7 separate regions of the Mus musculus genome follow, and all the other regions are linked to region 3. Evidence: chromatin contacts called from public ChIA-PET, HiChIP or PLAC-seq and promoter capture Hi-C data. All regions are on one chromosome and are shown on one strand. The core of a region is the stretch at or near the end of the contact, and the rest is flanking DNA. Distances in the headings are between cores, read along the strand shown. Region 1 holds the start of Nefh (neurofilament, heavy polypeptide). Region 2 holds the start of Drg1 (developmentally regulated GTP binding protein 1). Region 3 holds the start of Tbc1d10a (TBC1 domain family, member 10a). Region 4 overlaps Ap1b1 (adaptor protein complex AP-1, beta 1 subunit). Region 5 holds the start of Rasl10a (RAS-like, family 10, member A). Region 6 holds the start of Pik3ip1 (phosphoinositide-3-kinase interacting protein 1). Region 7 holds the start of Thoc5 (THO complex 5).

Region 1 (2,700 bases), core at 164-2,663, 760 kb after region 3:
GGTAGAACGAATACTCCTGTTCCACCCACTGCGCAGGGTGCGCAAGAAAGGGTGGGCAGAGTTGGCATGGCAAGCGGCTGCTGGATACCTGATACGCTGGGTCCAGACGGGGCTTGCTCCATTTCAGATGGGAGATCAGTCTGAATCTGGGGTCTAACAGTGTGTGGGGCACAGGGGTTGGCCCCGGTGTTTAATTACAGACATAAAAAATGTGGAGGGTGGTTTCCTTTTTCTAAAGGAAAATCCAGAGTTGGGGCGCCCCAAGGGAGGGTCTGGGTAAAACCGCTACTTTGTCAGGTGGCATGCACCTCGCAGCGGGTCTAGCTACTTCTGAGAGGAGTCCTCTCGGGCTGCTCACTGCTCCGCCAGGAGGGGGCGACCCCTTCCCACCCCGCGCTCCCGCGCACCTCGGAACCACTCCTCGGACTGCAGCGTGCTCTGCACCGCGTGGCCTTCGAGCTGCGCGCGGATCTCCCGCAGCGCCGACGTCACGTCGCACTTGAGGGCGTCGCGAGCCTCGGCCTGAGCCTGCGCCTGCGCGGCCCCGCAGCCCTGGATCTGACCGAGCAGCTCGCCCACCTCCTCCTGGTGGTGGCGCCGCAGGTAGCCGCACTCCTCCTGCAGCGCCTGCGCCTTCTTCTGCAGCTCCACGCGCGCCGCTTCCGCCTCCTGCGCGAAGCGCGCCAGGGCGCGCGCCGCCGCCTCCGCCTCCTCACGCTGCCGGGCCTCCTCGTCCAGCCGCTGGCGGACGTGAGCGATGTCCTCCAGCAGGTGCTCCTGCTCCAGGCGCAGCTGCCCGCGCGCCGCCCCGAGGCGCAGCACGGCGCCGCGCATCTCGCGCACCTCGCGCTCGTACAGCTCGCCCATGGCGGCGCGGCCGGCTTGCTGCTGCCGCAGCGCCGCCGCCTCGCCCTCCAGGCTGCGGTTGTGCGCCTCGAGCTGCCTCACCTTGTCGATGTAGCCCGCGAAGCGGTCGTTCAGAGCCTGCAGCTGCTCCTTCTCGCTGCGCGCCGCCACCGCCGCCACCACGCAGCCCTCTGGGCCGTTGCTTAGGGTGTCTAGCGAGTCGGTGCTCGAGGCGGCGCCGCGGAAGCGGCTGGGTGAGGCGGACACGGAGCTCACGGACGTCCGCGCCCACGAGTGGAAGCCGCTGGAGGAGCCGGCCGCGGAGCGCGTGCCGCCCGGGCCTGCCTTGCGGCTCAGCGAGTAGTGCAGGCTGCCGCCTCCGTGCAGCGGCGCGAACGGGGCGCCCAGCAGCGCATCGGCGCTGCCGAAGCTCATCATGGCCGGAGCAGGTGCGGCCGCCAGCGGAGCGGGAGTGCGGGGCTGGGACGGGGCAGGCAGCACTGCGGCAGCTCTGGGACTCCGGCTCTTTTATATCCGCGGTGGCCCGGTCCGGCCCCTCGGCAGTGGGGGGCTGGGGAGGAGGGCCCCACCCTCTCCACCTCCTCCCCCGCGGCCCCGGGCCGACCGGCTTCTCCGCAGTGAGAGGGGCGGGGCTGGGGGGGACGACCCAGGAGTGAAGGGGAATCGACGCATCGTCAGTAGAGCCTCCCGAGGTCAGACCAAGGAGTAAAGGACTTCCGGAGCGGACAAGTGCAGACCTCCAGGTGCATGTCGGAAGACCCTATTAGTCAGAATAAGACCCTCAGAATAAGAGAGGGCACTGGAAATAGGGAGAGGATTGCAGAACTGATGGGTCAGGGCGCCTTCGGGTTGAAGCAGTGGGAGACTGCAGTGATTACTATGAGAGGACACCCCCACTTGAGAAGCAGCACAGGGTTGGTTCCCTGATAGTTAGAGAGGACCTTGAGATGAGGAGTGCAGACTGCAGTCACCCACGAAGGGATTCTGTATGGGGTTGCATGATGGATGCTACTGATGATAAATGGGGACCTTCTAGCTGGCGGTGCAGTGTTCCCCAGATACTACAGCGGCCCTGGGCCACCCAAAGGGGCTTAAGGAACTGTACAGCTGGCTTCGGGGTTGGGGTTGGGGTGGGCGTGGAGTTTGAAAGGACCGCAAAGCTACCCTGAGAAGGAGAACACTGCAGACGGAGAAAGGGAGCGCTGGGTGAGAGGAACGTGGTGCTCTCTAAAAATTCCAGTGGCCACGACTGGAAAGTGGAGTCTCCTCTTGCCCGGAAAGGAAAACTGCCTACGAAGAACAGGGGGTCCCTCAGTAGGCAGCAAGAGCCTCAACACCGAAGCCAAGTTCTGCCACAGGGTGGGGTTAGCTTCTGTGCTTCGCTAGCTGAATGACCTTGTACAAATTGTGTTCTCCTATGTTTGGTTTTCCCTTGTGTGCAAGAGACAAGATGCAGCTCCAAGCTCCCATGTGCCCCTAGGAGGTTCGAACTTGGGAAATGTCTGGCTGATTTTGGGGAGGAGAACCCACATATTGCCAGTCGGAATAGTAACCAGTTCCTCTCACCTGAGAACTTTGTCTTTCTCCCTTCCTTGCCCGATTTTTCTGCTTTATCTTGGCATCTCATTCCTTTTCCAGAATAGATGAACCAGTACTGCCGTAAGCATCCCCTTTCATGCTCCGAGGAAGTGGTGGAGTGGTTTTTCAGTACCAAAGTCCACCGACCTCCATCATGAGCCCTACTGAGGCTTCAGGTGAAAGGGCGGGGACGGCGGAGGGGCTTAGACTTGGAGCTCTTGCTTTATTATACGGCTCGTTCTTGGTTTGGTTTTC
Region 2 (2,700 bases), core at 72-2,571, 920 kb before region 3:
TTAGACGCCCACAATAGAGGTGAAGGTGAACAAACTGTCTATTGAAATACTGCTTCAGGGGAAGACCAAATGGCTCATATTCACGAGCATCCAGCAAACTGCAGACTGAAGAGGATACAGGCAACTAAGTATTTTTTAAAAAGAAAAACCAAGCCTGGCTAATGTCAGCACTCTGGAGGCAGAGGCAGATCTGTCTGAGTTCAAGGCCAGCGTGATCTACACAATGGGATCCCTGACATCCAGAAGTATGTAGCAAGACCCTGTCTCCAAACAAAGGAGAGAGGTAGAGGGAGGGAGAGAGGGAAAAAATCCAGGGCCAGATAGACACACTCAAGTGCACTTGCTGCCAAACTTGGAAGACCTAAACTCAATCCCAGAAACCATGACTGAACAGAACGATTCCCCTAAGTAATGCTGAACACACACACACAGAAACATAAAAATAAACTGAATTCCCTCTCCCCTCTCCAGTTCATTCTCTTCACCACAAAAGAAACAAACGAGACCCAACGTGAAAGGACCCACGGTCATTCGAATTTCTATCCACAGAGGGAATTAAAATGCATCTGCTGATTCGTTTCTACGGTACCCAATCTAAAAGAAGGGTGTCACATTACGGACTTTAAAAAGCCCTGAAGGTCTCAGGGATGACGCGCCATCCAGGTACAATCTACTTACTCCCAGATCTTACCGTCACAACCAACGGCGTGTAAAAGGGGACCACCAGTGAGTGGCAAGTGGGCAAGGAATAACGGGACAAGACCTCAAAGCCCGTGATCGGATCACGGAGTCTGGGATATAGAAGTCGTGTGGCTCAGAGAAAAAAGCAAGAAAAACAGAAATAATGTCGAGACATGCGCCGAAAACCGGAGCAAGTGCTGGGTGTGGGATGTGGGAGGTTGCGCAGAGACGGAGCTGGCGGATGGGAGCTGAGAAGCCCAGGCCCGAGGAACTGAGGGAAGGGGCTGCATGGGGACGGGGCTGCGGCAGCGCAGGTTTAGACTACGGGGGCGATGGCAGCTGGTGGCACAGGGGTGGAAGCCAGGCCCTGACGCCGCGGACGCAACACCGGAGGAGCCGCAGCGCCGCAGAAGGGCCAGGAGAGAAGCGCCGGCTGCGCCTTTTACCTCGGCTTCGATCTCCGCGATCTTCGCTAAGGTCCCGCTCATGGTGGCGGAGGGCTTAAGGCCACACCAGCCTCCACACTGGTTAGGTCCCCCTTCTCGCGCCCGCCGCGCCTCTGGCCACCACTGCAGCGCGCAAGCGCGGGATCTGCTAAGCTCGCGACACGGTTCCGCGAGAAGTCCGCGCCGACGCTCTCGGAGATGGGCGGTCTCCGCCTTCTCCGCCGACTCCTCCCTGTCCCGCCAGCCAGCGCGGTGTCATAGAGCCCGCAGTGAGGTGACCAGAGCGGTCGCTCGGGCCAACTTCCCGGAGCGCGCCGAGGGTCGCGCGCAGCTCGGCCCCACCCCGCCGGACCTGCGCTCGCCCCTTCGACTCCCGTGCCCAGCGTGCACCTAAACCCGGCGACCATCAGAGTGCGCGCAGATACTTGGAAGCTCCCTTTCTTCATCAGGACAGACCTCGGCTTCCTGGGTTGTAGAGAGACTCAGAGGGGTGGGGGGTTGTAGAGAGACTCAGAGGGGTGGGGGGCACAATTTTTGAGGGATCCTTTGTTTACCAGGAACCCTAAAGAAGGAGTGTGGCACTCAACGAGCCACAGTTAGTGGATCGAATGAGCTCTTCCAGAGAGAGCCATTACTTGGAGAAGCTATCATGTTGAAAAGTTGGAAATTATGTTAGCACAAATTAGAAGGGAATGCATAAATAAATATAAAAGCATTTTTATTGTGTAAAATAAGGTTACAGCCACTAAAGCGTAGTGTGACTGGAAGTGAGTCCCGAATTTGTCAGATGGACAAATAGAACTGTGCCTTTTATCATTATACTCTCTAGGCTGTTTGTTAGAAATACACTTAGAGAGGCATAGGGTAGTGGTACCCACCTTTAATCCCAGCACTTGGGAGGCAGGCGGATTTCTGACTTCGAGGCCAGCCTGCTCTACAGAGTGAGTTCTAGGACAGCCAGGGCTATACAGAGAAACCCTGTCTCAAAAAAAAAAAAAAAAAAAAGTACCGGAGTGTGTCTCCTGGTGGTGCTGAGACCAAGGATCTCCTGTGTTCAAGGCAACCCTCGACTACCACACACCATGCCAGAAAGTACATTCTAGGAAATGTAGATAAACCAGATGATAGAGGCGCACGCCTTTGATCCCAGTACTCAGGAAGCAGAAACAGGTAGATCTCTGAGTTCAGTTCCAGGCCAGCCTGGTCTTCAGAGCAAGTTCCAGGACAGTCAAGGCAGAGAAAGCTATCTCGAAAAACTGGGAAAAAAATAAAATAAAAAAGGGAAAAAAAGAAAAAGGGAGGTAAAAGAATGGTTCCCATAGGAAGGTTTTTCCTGTAATGCCGAGGACTCACTCATGACACTTAGATCGGGAGGATCCCCCTGAACCCTGAGGGGAGAATTGTTTATGGGTCTGATGATGAGGGACATAGAGGGACCGACCATTTGCTTTGTGTAATTGTTTAATTGGGCTTTGGACACGGGTGCATACTTTCTTTTATCTAACTGTGTAACTTTGAATGATCTAAAATTAATTATGTAGACCAGGCTGGCTTGGAACTCCCCCAGATCCAC
Region 3 (2,748 bases), core at 160-2,659:
TTTTCATTTTTCTTCGGTAGAATTTCCTAGGAGGAGGATGCAATGTTTGCACAACTCTGTACGGATGCTAAAGAACCATGGGACTGTACCTTTTTTTTTTTTTTTTTTTTTCGAGACAGGGTTTCTCTGTGTAGTCCTGGCTGCCCTGGAACTCACTTTGTAGACCAGGCTGGCCTCAAACTCAGAAATCTGCCTGCCTCTGCCTCCCGAGTGCTGGGATAAAAACCACCACGCCCAGCTTTGTACTTTTTTTTTTTTTTTTTTTTTTGAGATAGGATTTTTATTTGTAGCCCAGTCAGTCTGTCCGGAACTTGTAAACTGTTTTAGCCTACAGAGTACAGGCATCTGTTATCATGCCTAATTTATCTTTAATTTTTATGTATTTGTGCATGTGTAGGTGTGTCGGTGGGGTGATGGAATTTAAATATAGGAAGTATGTATATACCTTAAATAGATGGAAGTGGTGGTATGCTAACCATATTTCAATAAAACTATTGGGGAGTCAGGCAGGATAGCCCACATCTGTAATCCCAGCACTTGGGAGACAGGGAGGGCCCTAGACTACATAGTAAAGTCAAAGCCACTTTGGAGACCCTATCTCAAAGAAAAACAATACAAATCAACCCTCACCAGAAAGGTGTTGGGAAGAAAAAGGTAGAGCTTAGGTCTGATATATATATATGTGTGTGTGTGTGTGTGTGTGTGTGTGTGTGTATGTGTATATATATATATATATATATATATATATATATATAATTTGGTTTTGGGTTTTGGTTTTTCGAGACAGTGTTTCTCTGTGTAGCCCTGGCTGTCCTGGAACTAACTCTGCAGACCAGGCTGGCCTCGAACTCAGAAATTCGCCTGCCTCTGCCTCCCAAGTGCTGAGATTAAATTAAAGGCGTGAGCCATCTTGCCCGGCTGTTCTGTATTATTCTTATAGGGTCTCCCACGAGCTAATTTGCATCCCCCTAAGCAGAACAGCCAGGTGGTTCAGATCCCTAAGCCCACTTGCGTCTCATCACTGTTCTTGAAAATGACCTGGCGAAGTAGCGCTACCCACGACCCTGTTTCCCATGGAGGCAGAGACCTTAGGACCTCTAGGGAAGCCCTAGACCTTCTGCCAGAGAGCAGCAGCAGGTGACACACCAGCTCCGGGCCAACCCGGAAAAGCCAGACGAGCTAGTCCAGGTGAGTTTTTGTGATTGGCAGCCAGGGAAGGCGGGCCCTTGGTGACGGTTGTCCCGCCCCCTCACGTCGGTCCACTTGGCGCCAGGCTGGAGGAGGGGCGAGGCTCGGGACCCTCGGCACCCATTGGGCGCGTGGTGGGAGCTCCCTGGGTATCCGCCCCCAGCTTTGTGGCAGCCAATGGGCACAGTGCGTGGGAGGGGCGTCGGCAGCGTCGGCGGAGGCCGGGCGGCTCAGGCGGCTGAGGTGGCCGCTGGCGCTCTGGTGGCGGGCGCGGCCGATATGGCGAAAAGCAGCAGAGAGAATGGGCCGCGCGAGCCCGCAGCAGGCGGGAGCCTGTCTGGGACCCGGGAAAGCCTGGCCCAGGGCCCCGACGCCGCCACCGCCGACGAGCTGAGCTCGCTCGGCTCCGACTCGGAGGCCAACGGCTTCGCCGAGCGCCGCATCGACAAGTTCGGATTCATCGTGGGTTCGCAGGGCGCCGAGGGCGCGTGAGTAGCTCTGGGGTCTGGGCCGGGCGCGGGACCAGCACAGGCGTGGGCCTGACCCACCAACGTGTCTCCACTGTCCCAACCCCACAGATACGCCGCAAGCGGCAGCCTACTTTCTACCTACGAACAGAAAGGCCATTCCCTTCCTCCTGGTCTTCCCCAAACCGACTGATCCATACCCTCCAAGGAGAGTATCCCCGATGGGGGTTTCCCATCTCCAGCTCATAATCTCGCAGGTTACTCTGGCCTTAAAGCTTTGCCACCCCCTGACACGCGCACAGATGGCTGCCCCATACTTTGCCCACAGCTATTCTCCATCTCCCCCTACCCCACAGAATCCTTGTCTCGCCACCTCAGTATCGGCACCCCAGGAAATCTTAAGACTTCAGGACTCCGAGCTATTCCAGGTCGCGCTAACCCTTACCTCCAGACACATATCTCAGAAGGATTGACACTGGCCAGCCCCCTCCCAGAGGGTCCCATCTTGACTCCCAGTTTCTTTTCATCATGGAAAGGTCTCTCCTCATTACACACCCTCTGCCAAAAGGCAGCTTTGTCCATTGTCACAGGCAACAGGTGGGCCGACACTCCTTCCCAGTAGTTATAGGGCACCTCAACTCTAGGACTCCCCTGTCAGCTTCATCACAGGGGAGCCAGCCAGTAGACTCCCAGGCTGCCGTGTTTATGTCCTTCCTTCCCAAATCCAGATCTAGGACTGGAGAAGGAGGGAGACAGCACCCCACCCTTGAGCTACCAGGTACCCAGCTTTCCATTAGAGAAAGCTGAGGCAGGAGTAACACCTTCCCTCCAAGCTGAGCATGTTGGGCTACAGATTTGTACACAGCAGAACCCCTAGAAGCCCGCCCTCCCAGAGACTGCGGATGCGATCTGGTGGTCTCTTCAGGAAGATGGCCTCTAGATCCTGCTTTCATTCCACTTGTCTTGTGATAGGAGACTAGCGCCATACCCAGAACTGACAAGCCTCCCTGTCATAGTGTACCTCCCAGTTTATAGAGCCTCACAGGCACCATGGAAGCCCTACGCCAGTATATATTCTCCCTCTCCTCTGACT
Region 4 (2,790 bases), core at 216-2,715, 810 kb after region 3:
TGCTTTCTAGCTGTGTGACTCTAAACAAATGTCTTAACCTCTCTCGGTCTCAGTTTTCCTTATCTGTGAACCTGTGCTATTGATAAAATCTTCTTCACAGATATTATGAAGATGGAATTTTTTTTCTCTCCTTCCCTTTCCCCTTCTTGCTCTGGCCCTACTCTCTCTGGGTCCTGCTCCGGCCCATAGGCTCTTTATTTGTTTCTCATTATGGATGGTAGTGAGCTATCATGTGGTTGCTGGGATTTGAACTCATGGCCTCCGCTGAGCCATCTCACCAGGAACTTTTTTTTTTTTTTTTTTTTTGGAGACAGGGTTTCTCTGTGTAGCCCTGGCTATCCTGGAACTCACTCTGTAGACCAGGCTGGTCTCAAACTCAGAAATCCACCTGCCTCTGCCTCCTGAGTTCTGGGATTAAAGGCGTGTGCCACCATGTCCGGCTGGAACTTTTTTTGTTTGTTTGTTTGTTTTTGTTTTTGTTTTTGTTTTTCGAGACAGGGTTTCTCTGTGTAGCCCTGGCTGTCCTGGAACTCACTTTGTAGACCAGGCTGGCCTCCAACTCAGAAATCCGCCTGCCTCTGCCTCCCAAGTGCTGGGATTAAAGGTGTGTGCCACCACGGCCCGGCTCCGGCTGGAACTTTTAATTAATACTTTTGTTATATAGTGTGTGGAAGTCAGGACAACTTACAGGGTTTTTTCTCTTTCTCCACCACATGGAGAAACTCAGTTCATCAGACTTGGTGGCAGGCACCTTTACCAGCTGAGCCATCCTTACCCCATGAGAACTAAATTTAAAATTCCGTGTGGGGTCTGGCCCACAATGTATGTCTGTTTGTCATACTTCTGTAAGCACTGTCTTTGTTCTGCATTTCATGCCAAGCCTGAAGAACATGGAACATTTTCTCATAGTTGCCGAGCTGACTTGAAAGAGCCTGTTTGTATGAGTCTGGAGACCACATTGTCTCAGAGAGGTAGTCTGAAGTGCTTTGTCTGCCGACGACTCGCCTTTTGGTCTTGGAGTTAGCCTTCCCTGTTTCCCTGTCCTTAAAATGGGTGTTCGTGCTCACCTGGGAGGAACCATTTCCTTTTTAAAGACTGTAGCTCCGGGGTAGTTTGCTTTGTAGGTATGACACTGGATTCAGTCACCAACACCACTAGGAACACTGAGTAAGATGAAAGGTTGTCAAATGGGGAGAAGTGCCTGGAATCTTGCTCAGCCTCACAGGCAGGGTCACAGTTAGGCAGGGGACATTGGTGTGATAAGCCAGTCTCTGTCCTTGAGACAGCTAGCTGAAAGAGCTGAGCACACTCCAGCTCTCCTGTCTTAGGTGAGGAAGAAGCAGCAACCCCACTCTAGCCTCCATTGTGTGTATTTCCGTGTGTGCTGGATGAGTGTGTAGATACAGTCACGTGTCTGTAGAGGCCAGAGGTCAACTTGGAGGTATTGTTCCTCGGGCATTAGCCATCTGGATCTTTGAGAGTTTCTCACTGGCCTGGAAATCATTAACTAGTTTAGTTTGCCTGGTCAGTAAGCTCCAGGGGTTCACCTGGTGGTCACAAGTGCAGCTCCAGCTTTCTTCCCTGAGCTCTGGAGAACTCAGGTCTTCATGATTGCTTGGCAAGCACTTTACCAGCTGGGCTTTCTTTTTGGTTAAAGAATGCCCCTTTTCATTCCCTCTCTTTCTTAGCCTTTCCCCTTTCTTTCCTTTTTCTGAGACAGGGTCTCCCTAGGGAATCCAGGCTGACCTGGAATCCATGATCCTTGTTCTTCAGCCTCCCGAGAACTAGGATTGCAGGTATGGGCCTCTGTGTCTGTTCTGACTTACTCCTGATGGCCCTTGAGATCCATCTATCCTTGTGGCAGGTTTCTGAGCAGCTGTTGTCAGGAAGGGATGGAACAGTTACAGCTCCAGCAGAGACCTTCAGGGGTCAGTGTTCCCTGCCTGTATATATCTATATCCATGCATTCAGAAGTGCTGCTGCACCTGAGTCAGACCTTAAGTTGTTCTCATCTCTGTCTGTTTTGCTGATCAGCTCCCTTGTCAACTCACCATGTGCCCTCAGTGTTCAGTGCATATACTTGCATGCCACCCTCAAAGCTTCTCAATGCAGAGATTGCATGGCCTGGAAGGAAGAAAGGCACCACTGGCCAGTGTCTGCCCTTGTGGACAATGGAGCACTTTCCTCCTCAGAGTGGTATGGTCTTCCTTCCTCCTGAAGACTTAATCACCCGAGCATGGTGGTGTATACCTGCAGTCCTGTCCACCAGCTGAGGCAAAAGAATCATGAGTTTGAGGCTAGCCTGACTTACATAATGGAGTTCTAGTTCTTAGTTACTTTTCTTTTTTCTTTCTTTTTTAAAGATCTATGTATTTATTTCATGTATGTGAGTACACTGTCACTGTCTTCACACATACCAGAAGTGAGCATCGGATCCCCATAACAGATGGTTGTGAGCCACCATGTGGTTGCTGGGAGTTGAACTCAGGACCTCTGGAAAAGCAATCAGTGCTCTTAACCACGGAGCCATCTCTCCAGCCCTTTAGTTCCTTTTCTATGCTGTGATAAAATACCGTGACCAGAAGCAGTTGGGAAGGAAAGGTTTTATTTCAGTTTACAGCTCCACACTCCAGCCCAGTGTAAAGGAAGTTAGGGCAGAAGCCGAAGCAGAAGCCACAGAGAATGCTGCTTACTGGCTTATTACTCAGCGTGCTTTCTTCTACACCCAAGACCACCACCCACACAATCATTAATAAGATGTCCTACAGACTTGTCTACAGACAATCTGGG
Region 5 (2,710 bases), core at 96-2,595, 870 kb after region 3:
AATATCCCTAGTGGCTGAAAGGGGGAAGAGAGGTGGGGGTGGGGGTGGTGAAATCAGACCAGGCCCTAAGTCTACCTGGGGAAGAGGACTAGACATTAGTGTTAAGGAATACCTTCCAGCTGCTGTCACCTGTTCCCCGCGGGAGGGTGTGCCTCCTTCCCCCTTGACGGGCTAGTTTCTCCTGCCCTTCCTTCCACTTAATTCCTGGCCAGGTAGACATATTATCAATGCCTTTAGAGGCCTGGATCTAAGTATTTCTAGAGCCTTCTCTCCTAAGGGAGAGGAGACAGTTCTTTTTCCTTTTGGCTCCATTTCAGCATTCTGGCCACCTGTTAGACTTGAAGCATTCGTTGAATGAGTGAGTCTTGTTCAATGCCGGGTGCCTGCATTTCACAGTACCTGGGTGGAGGGCAGAGGCCTGGGAACTCCTCCAGTGTGTGGAGACTGGAGGGCCGGACGGAGGTTGGGCAAACCCAGACTTTCCGAACCCTCAGAGGAGCTTCCGAACTTGTCCAGGGAAGAGGGCATGGTGCACCCCTGGGACAGACTCTGGGACAGACCCGTGGATCTGTTTCTTCGCCTCCAACCTGTTGGGGCAGTGACTGGGGGCTGAGTTGCTGAGCAGACTTCTGTGCTGGGCTCAAACCCTTCTGTCTCCACTCCCCACCCCCTCTGGGCTGGTCCTTTGAAACAGTGTTCTTCTAGTCGTTTGTCCTTGTAGGTGTAATGAAAAGTGGCCCGCAGGCCCGGGACGGAGTCCCAGTGTCCTTCTCACTTTGAGATACCTCTCCAGGGTCTCAGTTCCCTCCTCCTTAAACCACGAGTACCCAGGTTGAGGCTGCGGTTCGAAGATGATGCAGGGGAGAGCCCAGAAAAGGAGTTGGTGCCCAGGGTCTCACAAAACAGGAGGAAGCTTTGAAGCCATCGGCCTTTGGTGGACAACCGGGATGCAGACAAAAAGTCCAATGCGACGATTGGCCCAAGGTCATTCAACCAGGACTGGGTCTGACCCCAAGTGGCCTGATTCTAAGAGCCTGGGCTTGGTCAACAGCCAGGTTGCAGCCAGCGGTGTTGGAGGAACAGGGAGGTGGCGCCCAGCGGCTTCGGTTTTGAAACGGTTGAGGGAAGCTGACTGCCACCTGGGGAACCAGGCTTTAACAAGGCGACCCGCCTGGCAGTCACTGGGCCGCGACCCTCCCCGGGAGGGGCGGGGCGGACAGTTACCTCATCGCCGCCTCCGGGAGGCCCCGCTCGCTTGCTCGCCCGCGCGGCCGACTGGGGCGGCGGCTCCCGGCGCCGGAGCGAGAAGGGGACGGAGCTGAAGGTGGGGGCGGGTCTGCACCGCACCGGGTGCACTCTTCCTGCGGAGCTGCGGGTGCGTCCGCCCGCTCGATCCTCAGGCCTGGCCTCTTGTGGCTGAGGTGCTGTAGGCGACGCGATGCGGGTATCCCGGGCCGGGCAAGCAAGGCGCAGAACGGGCTCATGAAGCTCCCCGGTGCCAGGCGCGGGAGCGCGGGCCAGCCATGGGCGGCAGCCTGCGGGTGGCTGTTCTGGGTGCTCCGGGAGTGGGTAAGACCGCCATCATCCGCCAATTCTTGTTTGGTGACTATCCTGAGCGCCACCGACCCACGGACAGTCCCTGCCTCTACCGACCCGCGGTGCTGCTCGACGGCGCGGTCTACGACCTGAGTATCCGCGATGGTGACGTCGCTGGACCCGGCTCAAGCCCCAGAAGTCTTGAGGTAGCGGTTCGAGGGGGCCAGGGGTGTGTGTACACTTGGTGCCCATGTGTACTGATCCAGGGCGCCCGAGCCCGTTCTGGGATTGAAGTGTGTGTGTCTAGGTAGTTTGCATACGAGCTTCCTGCGCTAACCTGTAGGTGCCCTGTGGCTGTTTCCTCTCTCTCTCTCTCTCTCTCTCTCTCTCTCTCTCTCTCTCTCTCTCTCTCTCTCTCTCTCTCTTTTGTTTTTGTTTTTGTTTTTTTCGAGACAGGGTTTCTCTGTGCAGTGCTGGCTGTCCTGGAATTCTCTCTGTAGACCAGGCTGGCCTTGAACTCAGAAATCCACCTGCCTCTGCCTCTCAAGTGCTGGGATTAAAGGCGTGCGCCACCACGCCCGGCTCTGTGGCTGTTTCTTGTCTTCTTTGCCTGCCTAGGCTGGTGTCTGGGTCAGTGTGTGGCACAGCTTGAGCTGAGCCGCGCCGCTGTGACAGACTGGACCAGACACAGGAGTACCCTTTCTAGAGGGGGCCACCGCACCCTCAGACTCCCAGTCTTTGGCGCTGCATTCATTTCAAAGCTGGCATTTGAGCAGCACCTGGGAGGCTAAATGAAGTTTTGGTGAAAGAAGCTGTAAGAATATTGCAAGGGGGAAAGAGCAGCAAGAGACAAGCCAGAGGCTTCACCTGTACAGCTGCACCAGGACAGTCAGTTACCATCTGTCAGCCGGTGGACGGCAGATCCCAGGCTCTGAGGCAGTAGGAGCATAGTAGGTTGACGGGTGGCCCAGGAAGTAGGAGGGCTAAGGACTGACAAGATCCAAGCACGGCTGGGAAGTCTGGCCTGTGGGAGGGCGCGTCCCATCCGGAGTATTGCTGGGAGGTGACGGGGAGTGAGGTTGAATTGGAGTAAACCCCAGCCTCTACCCTCTAGGAGTGGCCGGACCCTAAAGACTGGAGCTTGCAGGACACAGACGCCTTTGTGCTGGTCTAC
Region 6 (2,920 bases), core at 263-2,762, 860 kb before region 3:
GACAGGGTCCCCACAACTGGAGAATGTAGCCAGGAGCCAGCAGCCCAGCTTAAAGGTCACACTTTTGGTCCAGTAAGAGAACCTGTTTCAAGGTAGTAAGACACTGGGCATCCTGTTCTGACTTCCTTATTTACACACATGGGCACACACCATGTGATCTGACCCTACACACACACATACCACACACATATATACACACCACATGCACACCCCCCCACCCCTCCCCAACCCCACCCCCACACGCACACACACGCACTCTTTGGGGGGCGGTGTTTATATGTGTGTTTTGCCAGCATATGTGTATGTGCATGACTGAGTATCAGAGGAGGGAGTCCATATTCTGGATCTGGACACAGATGGCCTTATGCTAAGTGCTGGGAACTGAACTAAGTGCTCCGCAAGAGCAACAAGTGCTCGTAACTAATGAGCCACCTCCCCAGTCCGGACAATGGTTTTAAAAGGCATGTCAGGTGGTTTGGGGACATGGTTCAGAGACTAGGAGTACTTGCTGCTCTTCAAGAAGAGCTGACCCGAGTTCCACTGCCTACTTCAGCTACCTCCCATGGTCGACAACTGCCTATAACCCCAGTTCTTGAGGCCCTGAAGTTTTCCTATGGCCTGAGTACAGACACAGATAAACCCACAAATAAAAATAACCCTTTTCTTCTTAAAAGACACATCAGGGTTCAATCACTTCTCATAGTTAGAATCACATTAGCTTTCCACTATGATAAAGTCTATAAAACTTACTTCATAGTGTTATTTTTTTCCTCCCTACATTGTGGCAAGATCAAAACAGAGTTTCTATTCTTGGATTTGCCCCAGTCACAAGGTAGTCTTGGCAAACCACCCTGTTCTCTCAGTTTACTGAGGCTGCTTGGGAACTTCAACTGCCAGCCAAATAGAAACTCCAAAAGCCCTAAGTTATGTGGATGTGGTTTAACTGTAGACACAAATTATTGCAACTAGATTTCCTATATACTGCTTGAGGGGAGTTGGAAGGAAGACATTTTACTTCTGGGCTGGTAAAAAGGGTGGACTTTACAATATAGCTAAAGGAATTCAATGTTTGTGTAACATGTATTTTCAGCTAATGATACCCTTTCTGTGTTCCTACTATATATGGATAACCCAAACCTCAAATGTTAGTAAAGGAATGTGACTGAACTGGCCCTAGCAAAGTACAATTTAAATATATTGCTTCCAGACAGATAATTCTTAGTTGTGCTGTCTATGTGGTCTTAAATTCTTCCTGCTTCTGCAATCAGCATCCGCTCTTACAACTGTGTAGTGCTTTTGGGGCTCCTAATCCACCCCACTCCACGATGCCTTCTGACACAGTGACTCTGTACTCACACTGGTGGAAAAGGAAGAAAAGCCCTGGGCATGCAGTTGTGCAGGTCTCACGCGGAGCTGCTGCTAAGCAAAACCTCTCTGCCACTCTCGGCTTGGCTGAGTTCCTCTCTTGGCTCAGGGTTAGTGATCTGGTAAGGTCTAGGAGGCTTAGGACCCAGGGGGCGCCTTTCAGCTGAAAAACACCTCGGCTGCAGCAAGCTAGCTGGGAAGCTCCCAGTTCTAAAGAGAGGCTGTTTACCAGAAGAGCATAACAGGGGCCGGCCAGTCTGACTGCAAGGAGACAAAACTGCTGCCAAGGAGGACCCCCCCCCCCCATTTGGACACTGGCTGTTGAGTCACCTGCGAGCCGAAGAGACGAGGATGCTGTTGGCTTGGGTACACACATTTCTTCTCAGCAACATGCTTCTGGCAGAAGCCTATGGATCTGGAGGTGAGATTACGTTTTCTCCCCCTTTCTGCAGCAACTTAAATGAAACAGATTCCCCAAACGTGGTCAGGCCGACAGGGAAGGAAGGTTTTGGCTGCTTTTCTCGTTATCCTACGAAAGCATTCTTCTCTCCTCTCTCCTTCCTTGCCAGAGGCTTGCAGCTCCATCTTTGCCATTAAGAACAAAGACAAGTAGTCACTTTCTCTTTCCCTTTCCTTTCACACGAGTGGATGGAGTGGAATTCGTCTCTTCTACTCCCCAGAGTCTTACCCTTTTAAAGTCCGTTTGCTTTGTGTGGCAGGCGCACGAACCTCCCCTCTCCAGCCTCCTCCCGTGGCTCTCTGCTGAGGGGAGTGGGAGCTTAAGAGATGAGGCAGAGACCCTCAGCTGGGGTCTCTATTGGATCTTTTGCTTCCCTGAATCAAAGGCTTTTGTGGAATTCTCTTGGGAGCTGGCGGTGTCTGTTAAACTAGCAGAAAGTGGCTGTATTCGTAGAGAAGGGAACACCAGTTTATATAACATTGACTTCTCAACACTGGGATGACTTCCATGTCTGACTGCCCAGAACCAAACTCACCATCTCCACAGAAAGACCTTAGGGAGAAAGACCTTCTTGTACCTTCAAAGTGGTCCCAAGTCCAAGAATAACAACCCTTTGCAGTTGTGCAGCGATCTTAAGCTTTTTTAAAAGGAAGGAAGGAAGGAAGGAAGGAAGGAAGGAAGGAAGGAAGGAAGGAAGGAAGGAAGGAAGGGAAGGGAAGGGAAGGGAAGGGAAGGAAGAAGAAAGCTAAATCGAGTGTTGTGTGTGGACCAAACGCCGCCAGGGGCGTGACACTCTGAGGTACACAGGGCTTTCTCCCGCGGGGCCAGAGAAACGCACTAAGAGTCTCGGGCGGGTTCCTCTTCCTCATAGGCTGCTTCTGGGACAACGGCCACCTGTACCGGGAGGACCAGCCCTCGCCCGCGCCGGGTCTCCGCTGCCTCAACTGGTTGGCCGCGCAAGGCAGCCGCGAGTCGCTCACCGAGCCCAGTGAGTGTCCGCCGGGGAGGCGGGCGGGGTTGGTGGGCGGCGGCCGCGGCCCTTGACTCCTCTTCTCCCCACCTCAGGCCCGGGCAACCACAACTACTGCCGGAACC
Region 7 (2,831 bases), core at 262-2,761, 710 kb after region 3:
AGAATTGGGAAGACAGGACAGAGGTGACAGAGGATCTTAAGGGAGCACCCTGTTCCTAGACAGATGGAGAGGCGTATCCATGTTTTCCTACATAATGTGGTTAAAACTTGAATTTGTGCTTCAGCTCTTCTGTACTTCTTCCTTCCTACAGGCAAAAACACAGGCTGAGACCTATAGTTCCATCAAATTCTTTCTTTCCCTTCTTGACATTGTCCCCCAAACCCTCATTTTGCAGAAACACTAGGTCTGTGGAGTAGGTTGTGATTCTGGGGTCTCTTCAATGACCCCGGTACCTCATGAACCCCTGCTTAGCATGGTTGTGCTACCATCCAGGAGAATGTTGATGGAACCAAATTAAATATTTACTGTACGTTGTGGTGTTGTCTTCATCTACAAGGAATCTCAGTAGTTGTCTAAGGCAGGGCAGCTTCCAGTTGGCTGAGGGTTACACTGGCTTTGATCTCTTAGGGAGACCGTCTTCATCTTCGTCCCAGAGCAAGAAAAGGAGCTGTTTCGGCGCCACAAGGTATTCAATGTTCATGTTTGCAGACAACCAGAATTTACTCCAGAAATGCCAGGCATAGGAAACATCTGAAGCTTACAGGTACTGCACTAGAGTCTTGGGGGAAAATAAAAAATCAAAACAAAACAAAACAGTGAAGCAGGAAGCAGGTGTAATATAGGATTATGCCCCTGCCTCAGTTCCTTTCTGGGTGTAGTGACTCCGATAGTATCAAGAAGTTAGAGTGGGGGGGGGGGGCGGTGGTGGCACACGCCTTTAATCCCATCACTTGGGAGGCAGAGGCAGGCAGATTTCTGAGTTGGAGGCCAGCCTGGTCTACAAAGTGAGTTCCAGGACAGCCAGGGCTATACGGAGAAACCCTGTCTCAAAAAACAAAAACAAGGGCTGGTGAGATGGCTCAGTGGGTAAGAGCACCCGACTGCTCTTCTGAAGGTCCAGAGTTCAAATCCCAGCAACCACATGGTGGCTCACAACCATCCGTAAAGAGATCTGACTCCCTCTTCTGGAGTGTCTGAAGACAGCTACAATGTACTTACATATAATAAATAAATAAATCTAAAAAAAACAAAACAAAAATTTAAAGAAGAGTCAGGCATGGTGACACCTGCCTAAGTCCAGCGAGTCCAATGCAGGCGGATCGTAGTGACCAGCCTGATCTATATAGCGTTCAAGACCCGCAAGTGTGCTATGTAGTGAGGCCCTGAACAAAGTCAGAAGACAAAATCCACTCCTGTTCAAATGATAGCACAGCGACACTTGTGCTTTCTTGAGATACCACAAACTCACTCGAGTGAGTCGGCGGAGGGCCCACTAATTCACACTCCGGTGAAGGGGCACGAAGCACAGACTTGGACATTATCGCCCCAGTTTCCCAACTTAATAGAACTAGACTCGCCCCTTCCTTGCTTCCCAAGCTGCATCTGGCCTTCGTGTCTCACTTCCGGCCTGTGGCTCTCTTCTTCCGCTTCTCTATGGTCGCGAGCCGGAAGTGGCTACCCGGCTGGAAGGCGTGAGGAGCATTCTGGTGAGCGAGGGTAGAGGGCTGCTGGCTGGGGCTGCAGGTCCTCGCTGGGCGATCCGGGCTTGATGTGCAGACGGCACGGAGCGTGTCCGCGGGCTGGGGTCCTCACCTGTCGGGGTCCCCCAGGCTCGTGGCGGTTTTCTAGGAACTAACCGGAGCAGCATCCTCTGTCCCCATTGTAGTCTCCCGAGAGTGCTGCTGCTGGTGGTGACCCTCGTCGATGGTCCTCTTGGGCGTGTGGCAAACGCTCCTGGGTGGCGGTTGGCTTTCCCGGGTTTTCCGTGCCACCCTTGTGGGTTTTGTCAGATGAGTCCGCCACTCGTTTACCTGTCACCGGCAGCCTCCTGCGGTCCTCTGAGAGAGGCGTTACCATCGTCGCGCCGCACCAGACTCCAAGGAGTCGCAGAAAAGAGCTTTTATTGCTGGAGCAGAAAGGCTGAGAGCGCGAAGTGCGGACGTTACAAGGGCAAAGAAGCTTGGCTTGGCTTTTCTTTATGTTGTCCGCTCTATTTCCTAGCTAGCTGGCTGGACTTAGTGTATTTGCTTCATTAAATATTTTGCTTATCTTAATTTCTAAGAAAAGGAAAACAAGAATTTTTTTTCTTAAGTTATACTGCAAAGGGCTCGGGCAGTAAGAAGAGGTGCCACCTGCTCCGTTTTAATGAAGATTTTAAATGCAGTCACTATAGTCCTGTCTGTCTGGCAGCTTCTGTAGTCCAGGTTGGCTTCACATTGGTAAAGATCCCTCTGCCTCAGTCACTCAAGCTCTGTGATTCCTGATATTTACCACTATCCTGTCTCACAGCCCATCCGCCCCTCCCCCCTTTTTTCTTGGAGACGAGATTTTATTATGTAGCCCAAACTGACTTTTGAACACATTATATAGCAAAAGCTGATCTGGAACATCTCGTCAGCCAGCTCTCAGTCTGACCTGTTCTCATTGCAGGCATGTCCCGCCACACAGTTTTATGCAGTCCAGGAGATCAAACACAGGCGTTTGAGTATGCTAGGCCAGCACTCTACCAGCTGAGTAATATTCCCAACTTCACAGTCACTTTTTAAACCTATAGTTACTTTGGTAGAAGAAAACTTGGGTCTGGTCTGCATGCCATAAATAGGAAATGGCTTCCACTTGTCTTATGATATTGATATAACTGCATAGTATACATAGTATGATGAAAACATTTATTAATAAATTCTGTCTTGGTTTCCTTGTCTAAGATTCTGAGAGAGAATCCATTTCTTTTTAAATTATTTTTATTTTATGTACATCGGTGTTTTGCCTGC

What was found. Promoter capture Hi-C pulls out the DNA fragments that hold promoters and counts their contacts. ChIA-PET counts read pairs in DNA pulled down with a chosen protein or histone mark. HiChIP or PLAC-seq counts read pairs in DNA pulled down with a chosen protein or histone mark.
Region 1: a contact with region 3 is called in a promoter capture Hi-C map of embryonic stem cells, with 4 times the contacts expected there. The contact joins the promoter of Nefh here to the promoter of Tbc1d10a in region 3. A contact is called at or near these places in 3 of 39 promoter capture datasets (the SN4741 cell line, embryonic stem cells and hippocampal neurons), 2 of 115 datasets of contacts at active chromatin or transcription factors (embryonic forebrain and memory CD8 T cells) and 2 of 9 other capture datasets (embryonic stem cells and macrophages).
Region 2: a contact with region 3 is called in a promoter capture Hi-C map of embryonic stem cells, with 13 times the contacts expected there. The contact joins the promoter of Drg1 here to the promoter of Tbc1d10a in region 3. A contact is called at or near these places in 2 of 39 promoter capture datasets (embryonic stem cells and liver), 3 of 484 Hi-C or Micro-C datasets (all in embryonic stem cells) and 5 of 115 datasets of contacts at active chromatin or transcription factors (bone marrow-derived dendritic cells, embryonic stem cells and stem cell-derived neural progenitor cells).
Region 4: a contact with region 3 is called in a promoter capture Hi-C map of liver, with 3 times the contacts expected there. The contact joins the enhancer-like site here to the promoter of Tbc1d10a in region 3. A contact is called at or near these places in 8 of 39 promoter capture datasets (the 3T3-L1 cell line, embryonic stem cells, hematopoietic stem and progenitor cells and 2 more), 2 of 115 datasets of contacts at active chromatin or transcription factors (extraembryonic endoderm stem cells and stem cell-derived neural progenitor cells) and 2 of 9 other capture datasets (embryonic stem cells and liver).
Region 5: a contact with region 3 is called in a FOXA1 HiChIP or PLAC-seq map of pancreatic cancer cells. The contact joins the promoter of Rasl10a here to the promoter of Tbc1d10a in region 3. A contact is called at or near these places in 4 of 39 promoter capture datasets (the HPC-7 cell line, cranial neural crest, erythroid cells and 1 more), 1 of 484 Hi-C or Micro-C datasets (bone marrow-derived macrophages), 6 of 115 datasets of contacts at active chromatin or transcription factors (bone marrow-derived macrophages, cardiomyocytes, embryonic stem cells and 3 more) and 1 of 9 other capture datasets (embryonic stem cells).
Region 6: an RNA polymerase II ChIA-PET map of memory CD8 T cells shows a contact between it and region 3, with 14 read pairs. The contact joins the promoter of Pik3ip1 here to the promoter of Tbc1d10a in region 3. A contact is called at or near these places in 3 of 115 datasets of contacts at active chromatin or transcription factors (astrocytes, cardiomyocytes and memory CD8 T cells) and 1 of 9 other capture datasets (macrophages).
Region 7: a promoter capture Hi-C map of neutrophils shows a contact between it and region 3, with 5 times the contacts expected there. The contact joins the promoter of Thoc5 here to the promoter of Tbc1d10a in region 3. A contact is called at or near these places in 13 of 39 promoter capture datasets (the 3T3-L1 cell line, 3T3-L1-derived adipocytes, the C10 cell line and 9 more), 9 of 115 datasets of contacts at active chromatin or transcription factors (bone marrow-derived macrophages, embryonic forebrain, embryonic hindbrain and 5 more) and 2 of 9 other capture datasets (embryonic stem cells and macrophages).

What each region holds. Positions count from the first base shown.
Region 1 is chr11:4,946,651-4,949,350 of GRCm38.p6, forward strand. It overlaps Nefh (neurofilament, heavy polypeptide), which reads right to left and starts at 1,414. Exons shown (of 4, transcript NM_010904.3): 1 at 408-1,414. The coding sequence starts at 1,284. It also overlaps a transcript of Ap1b1 not described here.
Region 2 is chr11:3,265,142-3,267,841 of GRCm38.p6, forward strand. Drg1 (developmentally regulated GTP binding protein 1) reads right to left here and starts at 1,322. Exons shown (of 9, transcript NM_007879.2): 1 at 1,128-1,322. The coding sequence starts at 1,169.
Region 3 is chr11:4,185,424-4,188,171 of GRCm38.p6, forward strand. Tbc1d10a (TBC1 domain family, member 10a) reads left to right here and starts at 1,410. Exons shown (of 9, transcript NM_134023.1): 1 at 1,410-1,676. The coding sequence starts at 1,468.
Region 4 is chr11:4,997,061-4,999,850 of GRCm38.p6, forward strand. The region is part of intron 1 of Ap1b1 (adaptor protein complex AP-1, beta 1 subunit); the gene reads left to right. Among named protein-coding and RNA genes, the nearest start is that of Ap1b1, 12 kb to the left of the region's middle. Within about 2 kb of position 1,466, at least 49 of the 459 cell types and tissues checked have an H3K27ac peak or open chromatin away from gene starts, as enhancers often do. A contact at or near this core is called in extraembryonic endoderm stem cells and liver, where this site is marked.
Region 5 is chr11:5,056,783-5,059,492 of GRCm38.p6, forward strand. It overlaps Rasl10a (RAS-like, family 10, member A), which reads left to right and starts at 1,346. Exons shown (of 3, transcript NM_145216.4): 1 at 1,346-1,742; 2 at 2,651-2,710. The coding sequence starts at 1,524. It also overlaps a transcript of Gas2l1 not described here.
Region 6 is chr11:3,329,219-3,332,138 of GRCm38.p6, forward strand. Pik3ip1 (phosphoinositide-3-kinase interacting protein 1) reads left to right here and starts at 1,513. Exons shown (of 6, transcript NM_178149.4): 1 at 1,513-1,786; 2 at 2,697-2,813; 3 at 2,891-2,920. The coding sequence starts at 1,717. It overlaps Gm12592 (predicted gene 12592), which reads right to left and starts at 1,972. Exons shown (of 2, transcript NR_165248.1): 1 at 1,696-1,972.
Region 7 is chr11:4,893,832-4,896,662 of GRCm38.p6, forward strand. It overlaps Thoc5 (THO complex 5), which reads left to right and starts at 1,512. Exons shown (of 20, transcript NM_172438.3): 1 at 1,512-1,547. It overlaps Nipsnap1 (nipsnap homolog 1), which reads left to right. Exons shown (of 10, transcript NM_008698.3): 10 at 1-370.